2 separate regions of the Oryctolagus cuniculus genome follow, and region 1 is linked to region 2. The links are chromatin contacts, called in public Micro-C maps. All regions are on one chromosome and are shown on one strand. The core of a region is the stretch at or near the end of the contact, and the rest is flanking DNA. Distances in the headings are between cores, read along the strand shown. Region 1 holds the start of CRIM1 (cysteine rich transmembrane BMP regulator 1). Region 2 overlaps CRIM1 (cysteine rich transmembrane BMP regulator 1).

The links. A called contact is a pair of places that touch in the nucleus more often than the background predicts.
Region 1: a contact with region 2 is called in a Micro-C map of ear pinna, with 1.9 times the contacts expected there. The contact joins the promoter of CRIM1 here to the enhancer-like site in region 2. A contact is called at or near these places in 2 of 6 Hi-C or Micro-C datasets (ear pinna and an unstated tissue).

What each region holds. Positions count from the first base shown.
Region 1 is chr2:166,456,374-166,460,145 of mOryCun1.1, forward strand. It overlaps CRIM1 (cysteine rich transmembrane BMP regulator 1), which reads right to left and starts at 2,182. Exons shown (of 17, transcript XM_051842985.2): 1 at 1,657-2,182. The coding sequence starts at 1,987.
Region 2 is chr2:166,400,998-166,404,653 of mOryCun1.1, forward strand. The region is part of intron 2 of CRIM1 (cysteine rich transmembrane BMP regulator 1); the gene reads right to left. Among named protein-coding and RNA genes, the nearest start is that of CRIM1, 56 kb to the right of the region's middle. Within about 2 kb of position 1,669, at least 1 of the 8 cell types and tissues checked has an H3K27ac peak or open chromatin away from gene starts, as enhancers often do.

The DNA.
Region 1 (3,772 bases), core at 932-3,431, 56 kb after region 2:
GATACTCGAGGTGGCAGGGTTCAAAGATGCACCTTTCAGTCTAAGTCATTCAAAATCCCCAAACACATGAAACCGGATCAGAACTCTGTCTGATGGCCGTTTTTCCTGAGTCAGAAATAATAACGTATTGCAAAATGGGATTTCATACCAGGTGGGAGGCTTTCCTAATCCAGGCAACCAAACCCTTTAACTCTTCTAAGCCAATGTCCTAAGTGCACAGCACAGCCCGGTCCCTCCCCTGGGACCAGAGATCCCTAAGACTGCCCAGTAGCTTCCAAACCAGAAAGCCTCTCGATTCAACAGAATGGTGCAAACCTTAAGGACACAGGTATAAATAAGTACGTGTACTTAAAAAGAACCACAGCCTTGAAGCCTTTTAATAGATACATTTTTTTAAAAAATTCTCCAGGCTGTCACCCCCTTTCTCTGTATCCCAGCACAGTAAACACACACACATACACATGCGGATGCTCCAGAATAAGCCCCTCCCTGGCCTCTGAGGTGTGGCTCCAAGTAGTACAGAAGACACACTAGGCAGAGGGCGCCTGTCCCTGCTCCAAGCTCCCCCAGAAATAAGACTGCTGCGCTCTGCTCACTCGCCAGGATGGCCCGCAATGGCATCGTGCGCCCGAGCAGGGAACCCACTTTTAACTGGTGCTCACCGAGTCCTGCTCAGGCGCTCGACAAAAAGAGCTCAGCGCTTCTCTCTAGACCTCAACCAGACCAGGCACCGTGAGGCCGAGGGTGGCGGACAGGGATGTCAGCGACTCGCACCAACACTGGGTACCCAACGAGGCGGCTCCACTCATCTAAACGCTTTCTCCCTCCGGCAGTCTGGCCATCGCGGTGCACAGTGCGCCCTGGAGAAAAGCCATCAGGGCCAATCCGCTGTCAAACAAAAAGAAGGGACCGGCAACAAGACTGGAGACACGCGGCCATCTGATCTTAAAACAGCAGCCCCTGACAGCGAGCAACAACTTTGCACCGCCAGGTGCAGCCCCCACCTCTTTCCTTTCTGGAGAGAAAGCCTTTGACCGTTTTCCATAGGCAAATAAATGAGTAACCACCGTTTGCAACTTCCCCTAGGCTGACATATTCCTGAGCTGAAACTGATTTATCTGCGGAGGAGGAGGAAGGGGGTGAAGGAAGAGCGCGAGGGAAAAAAAAAAATAATAAAGAGTCGCACGGGAGTGGGAGCTGGAGGCACGTCTCCTCGGACGACAGAACACGGACTTTTCAGGGCCGGTGCGCAGCGCACCGGCCACACTGCGCCAGTGCGGGCAGGGGGCGGGGGCGGACGCCCCGGAGGCTCGCGCGCGCGGCCTCCGCAGTGCCCCGCCCGCGGCGTCCCCGCCTCGAGTGGCCACACGTGTGTGTGTGGGTGGGTGGGTGCGCGCGGGGGTGGTGGTGGGGGGCTCGGACACCTTCCACTCGCCCGCCCCCACCCAAGCAGCCCAACCTCGCGCGCGTGGCTGGCTAAGTACCCGGGGAGCGGGAACCGAGCGACGCAGGGGCTCGCGCCCGGGGGTGGCGGCCGCCTCTCCTCCTGCGGAGCCCTCGCTCCTCGGGAAAGTCTCGGCCAAACTTTGTTGGGCGCAGCCAGCGCCGAAGGAGGGCGGGGGTGGGTGGGTGGGGGGTGGCGGCGGGCAGCCGTACCTTCGCAGACGCCTACTTCGTACTCGGTGATGGAGTCGCCATTGAGCGGGGGGCGGATGACACAGCGCAGCCCCCGGTCGCAGGCTCCGTGGAGCCCGTAGGCGCCGCCGCAGCTCTCGTTCCTCTGGCGGGCGCACATGTAGCAGCAGCCGCAGACGCCCTGCACGATGCTCCCGGGGCAGCTCCTGGGCTCCTCGCACTTGGACTCGTCGCAGGGCAGGCAGACCAGCGCCCGGGTGCCGGAGCGCGCCAGCAGCAGTAGCAGCCCCAGCAGCGAGACCAGGAGGTGCCCGCAGCCGGCCAGCCCCCTGCGCCCCGCCACCAAGTACATCCTCCTGCGCCGCCGCCGCCGCCTCCTCGCAGCCGGGCCGAGAGCCGGGCGGGCGCCCTCCCCTTCGCGGGGCACACGCGCCGCAGCCGCCGCTCCCGCAGCCCGCGGTCCTCGCCGCCCCCCTCTGGGCCCCCGGGGCGCGCCTCCCCTCGCGGGGCGAGGCCCGCGCCCCCACTGCGGGCCGCGCCGACCCCGAGCCCACTAGCGTTGGCGCCAGCGGCAGCGGTGGCTTCCCCTCCTCCTTCTCCTCCTCCTCCTCCTCCTCCCGGGAGGGAGGGGGAATAAAGAAAAAAAGTTTCCTCCCGGCAGCTCCGGTTCAACCCAAACTTCTGGCGGCGGCGGCGGCGGCGGCTGCGCTCGGCTCCAGCCCGGGCTGGCGGCGCCCACTCCTCCTCCTCCTCCCAGTCGGCCGGCCCCGCGGCGGCGCAGCCTGCGGGCCGGTCCGCGCCTCCCGAGCCTCTGAGTGGGCGCGGTGGCGCAGCACAAGGTCCGCGGCGTCCGCTCCGCGAGCCCCGCTCGCCTCACTCCTGCGCGGCTCCTCCGGGCGCTTGTTTATGGCTCGAGCCTCCGCCGCTCGGGCTGCGCCCTCCCCCTCCTACCTCATCCCCAGCCCGCGCCCCCCCCGCACCGCGCGCCGCTCATTGGCTGCCCCCCCACCCCTCCCGGCCCGGCCGGCCCCCTCCCCTCCCCCCTCCCTCCCTCCCTGGCGGCTGGGCCCTTCCTCCCTCACACGCCTCCTCCTCCTCCCCCGCCTCCGTCTTCCTCCCGGAGCCGGCCGCACCGAGCCGGCCCCACGGCCGAGTCGCCGTTCGGGCTCGGTGGCTCGGGGCGCACCCAGCGAGCGGCGACAACCGCGGCGTCGCGAGCGCCCCTGGCACGGTGGCCGCCGCGGCCGGCCCGGGAGCCGGGAGTGCTCGGCGCCGGCACCTCCCGGGGCCAGTTGTTCTGAGTTCGGAGAGCGGCGCTCCACTCCCCGAAGCTCGGAGCCCGGGCAGTAGCTGCAGCCGGACCTCGGGATAGGGGAGCGAAGGCTTGGAAGCTCCGCGAACTGGATGAGAATCCATCTTCCACTCGAGCTGGGCAGAGACTTTGTAAAAGATATTATGTAATGGAGTCTCGGGAGCTGGAGTCCCCGGCAGAGCCGCGGGTGCTCCGAGTGCTTAACGGGGTCTGGGCGGCTGCTCCGCGGGGGGCCGCGAGCAGGCGCGGGGCAGGGCTGCAGCTTGGGGTCAACTGTGAGTGCCCCCCCGCCTGTGCGTTTTGTGGCTCTGCCTTCTGCGCCGAGCTGCCGTATTGTGGGAGCGGGGGAGTGGAGAGCCACAGAGCCCAGTCTTTTCTCCCGGGAGGGAGGCCCAGTACCGGCTTCCTACAAGTCTTGACGCGACTAGACCCGCAGACCTCACGCGTCATTCGTGTCATCTGACATTGACGCTTTCTTAGGCTCGTGGACCCAGGTGCTGGGCGTTCTTTCCTTCTTTCCCGTGGGTTGTGGATCTGTTCGTAACGAGGATGTGCCGTAAGCACTCTTTGTGATAAGCCGCGTCGAGAAGCAACGACGTGTTGCGCAACGTGGAGATGGCTTTTCTTCTGAGGCCATCAGGAACGCCGTCCACGATGATGGCCCTGACCGCTGAGTGGGTGTGAGGCAGTCCGTGATCCGGCCCGCCATTCACAAGACGCATGGATACCAGGGTCAATGAAATTAGTGAACTCACAAAACGTGAGTTATATCAGCGTGAAAAGATACCCGATCCTGTGGCAGGTGTGGCATCTGATCTAAGATGG
Region 2 (3,656 bases), core at 419-2,918:
CAAAAGCAGCTGAGAATTCAGATGAGGATCCAAAAACTATACACAGATGAAATTAACTGAATACTGAGACAAAGACCCAACACATTCAACATAATAGAGCATTGACTGCATTGCGTTTTGAGTATATAAAAATTATATGCATATGTGTAGTAACCAACTTTATGCAAAATTTATATTTGTGTGGGATTCTGTTTATTTGCTTTTTGATCCTGGCGCCCTGTGAAACAAGAAGCCATTCAATCAGGCCCTACCACGGAGCACGGGGCAGAAGTGTATTGCTTTTGGACTTACAACTGTCCTTTGCCACTTGTGTGAAAAGACTGTGCCGACTGTACTGGGGAAAAAATTAAAGGAAAGAAAAGCCCTACTGTTGTAACTGTGCCAAAAAGTATAAAGAAACAAACCCAGATGCTAGAATTTGAGGCATTTCCTCTGCTACGCAACCATGTCCTTTAACTGAAGGTCAAAAGAACATTAAAGGGCTTAAAAATTTTAAAGCTGTTAAAGTTGGATATTTCTGTGGCCCTGTCAGTTTATGGATGCCAGTGACACACACTTAACTGACATTTAACAAGCGGAATTTATTCAGCAACATTCAAGGAAAATCCTGGTATTGCTTTCAAACATGATTTATTTAAATTTCTTGTGCTTTATATTAATACAGATCGGTTCATTTTCCTGACAGCCTGAGTTCCTCCAAAATGTCAGTGGCTGAATGAAGTCATTCTTAAGCCCATTTCACATTTACTACCTCCTAATCCTTCAGTGTGTCCGTGTGTGTTGTGATTTCATAACCTCTTTTCTGGGGATATTCATTTATTGTTGATGCTACAGATAACAGTACATAACATGATATTCAATCATTTTATTTCTCTTCTTTGGAGGCACTTCACCTAAGATTTATAAAGACTTGAAATATTTTTCTGGTAATAGAAAAGGGTACATCAACCCATAGGAAATATGACAAAAATCAGTCATGTTGCATTATGGCTAGCAAATGGATACCAAGTGATATGACTCATGTCAAAGTTTTCAAGACATATTTAAAACAAAGGTTTTTTTTTTTAACAGATGGAAAAAAGTTCAATGGAAAGGTTAATATGACCTAGGAACAGAAATAATACAAATGCATGAAACATTAAAGTTACTGTGTGATTAAAATCCCTCTGGGGCCAATGCTGTGGCATAGCAGGTAAAGCCACCGCCTGCAGTGCTAGCATCCCATATGGGCGCCAGTTCTAGTCCTGGCCGCTCCACTTCTGATCCAGCTCTCTGCTATGGCCTGAGAAAGCAGAAGATGGCCCAAATCCTTGGGCCCCTGCATGCACGTGGGAAACCTGGAAGAGGCTCCTAGCTCCTGTTCAGTGCAGCTCTGGCCATTGTGGCCAATTGGGAAGTAAACCAGTGGATGGAAGAGCCCTCTCTCTGTCTCTCCTTCTCTCTCTGTGTAACTCTGACTTTCAGATAGGTAGGTAGGTAGGTAAATAAATAAATCTTAAAAAAAAAAAAAAATCCCTCTGGACTGAACAGTAATACAACTAAGTTGTGGCAGAAACTTCACATCAGTAGAGACAGTAAAACACAGCAAAGGAGTCCTGCTACAGAGCTTTAGATAGCCAAATATGGAGGCTTCTCCCAAACATGGCTTGGCCTGGGCTGGGCAGCGAGGGCTTACACTCAGAAATTTGGAGAGCTCCATCCCCATGGCGATTTCCACCTCCAGCTCTGCTATTCTCCAAGTATAGAAAGCGGAAGCAAGCAGTCTGTCAGCTAAGAGCCATGCCCTTTAGTTTACCTGAATTCTTGGTTATTCACTGGAATGTTTGTAATGATTCTTTTGGGAGTCATCTTGTTTAGCAATGAGCATACCATCTAATCACGACCCATGGCGGCTCTTGTCTACCCAGAGGGAGCCAAGCTTTCTGACTTCTTGCTTTAGAAATGTCAACAAAAGGAAGACAGTTTTTCAACTTTATCTCTCAGGTTTCCTTTGCTACTCATTAAGGTCAGCTTCACTGTGGTGTGGGAAGCAGATAGACAACACAGTTTAATAGCAAAGCTGGGTGTGGTTATTACGGTGATAAGGGAAATGAAAGTGGAAGGAGTCTGAATAATATTTATTCAAAGAGTCATAGCTTGTCCTCCATAGGCTATTTACAAAGTGTATAATAATACACCAATTCTTTTAAAAAATTGCTGGAGTGTACAATGAGGGGTTAGATTCTCTAATTTCCATAATCAAAGAACAAAATTTTCAGGAAATTTTCAACCAGAAAACTGAGCACAATTATCAGCACTGCCATTCTAAGTAGAATACAGGAAATGCAGACATCCACATACAGGGTAAGATAAAAGAGACCACATGATTTCCATGTTTTATCTATTATGTTACCATACATGTGTACGTGCTTACATATAATTAACTACATAAATTCATACATGCACTTGGGATATACTCTGTCCTTTTGGCACACTAAGTACACAGATGCACATGTGACATCTATTGTTACAGGAAACAGATATTTCCTGTGCACACGAACACACTATTACAAATCCATATGGGATGCACTCTCCCATCTAAAGAGGTGTGTTGATCCTTGACAGATCCAAAGGACCCCCGAGGACAGCAATGTAATAATCCTGGAAGTTAGGCAGACAAGAAGCCAGGCCAACAGGCAGGAAAGAACACCTAGTAACATTTTGGGGAGTTCCATGTTGCACTGGGGTGTAACACCACAGCGTAATTTCATTTGAAAAATTCCCGATGGAACAGAAACAAGTCGGCTCTCCCTCAGGAAGCATTCAGAAGGCTCCATGGTGATTACCAATAGGAATGCAAGGGCACTGAGAACATATAAATGGAACAGTAGTATATTTTCTTTTTACTACAGAGATAACTATCACTTTTAAATGTTATATGCTAGGTGTATATGCAGTTTAAAAACCAACTAGTTACCCAGCCAGATCTGTGTCAGACACAACTGAAAATACGAGATTTTGTTTCTTGCCTTAGAAAAGAGAGCAAGCAAGGTCCTCCAAGGTCATACAGCACGACCATCATGGGACAGGTCACTAGTCCCCTTCTCAAGGGCTCCAAGATACACCCAGGAGCTACTTTTCAATGCTCCTCTCTGCCAAGAAGGCAAACCGTGTGGCAACGCAGAAACAAGCGTCCTCTCATGTCCACTGTTGCACAAACACACCTCTGATATTTACAAGAGCTCTGAGAGACAGCCTGCACTTTGCTTATTTTGCCAAAGTAGAAGGAGAAGTAAATAATAAACCTTAGTAAAATAAAAGTACACGAACAAGATCAGAATGTAGTCTAGACACCTTAAAAATGTCCTTCTATTAGGGGACAACCAGTGTTCTTACCTTGATTTCTAAATTTTGCGACTTAAATCGTAACAGATCATTGGTACACAGTTGGAAGAAAAAAACTATTTTCCAAACCAAATGAAAAAAAAAAAACGACAAATACATCATTAGCTCATTTTCTGATGAACAGCTTTCCTCCATGTCTACAAAACTTGGCTTTTATCTACAGATAAACATATGGATCTATTAAGAGAAAGAAGTATCAGTTTTGAACATTATTAAATTCCTGTATTGTTCTTTTGTTATTGGAACAGGAAAAGAAAGGCCACTGATAAGAA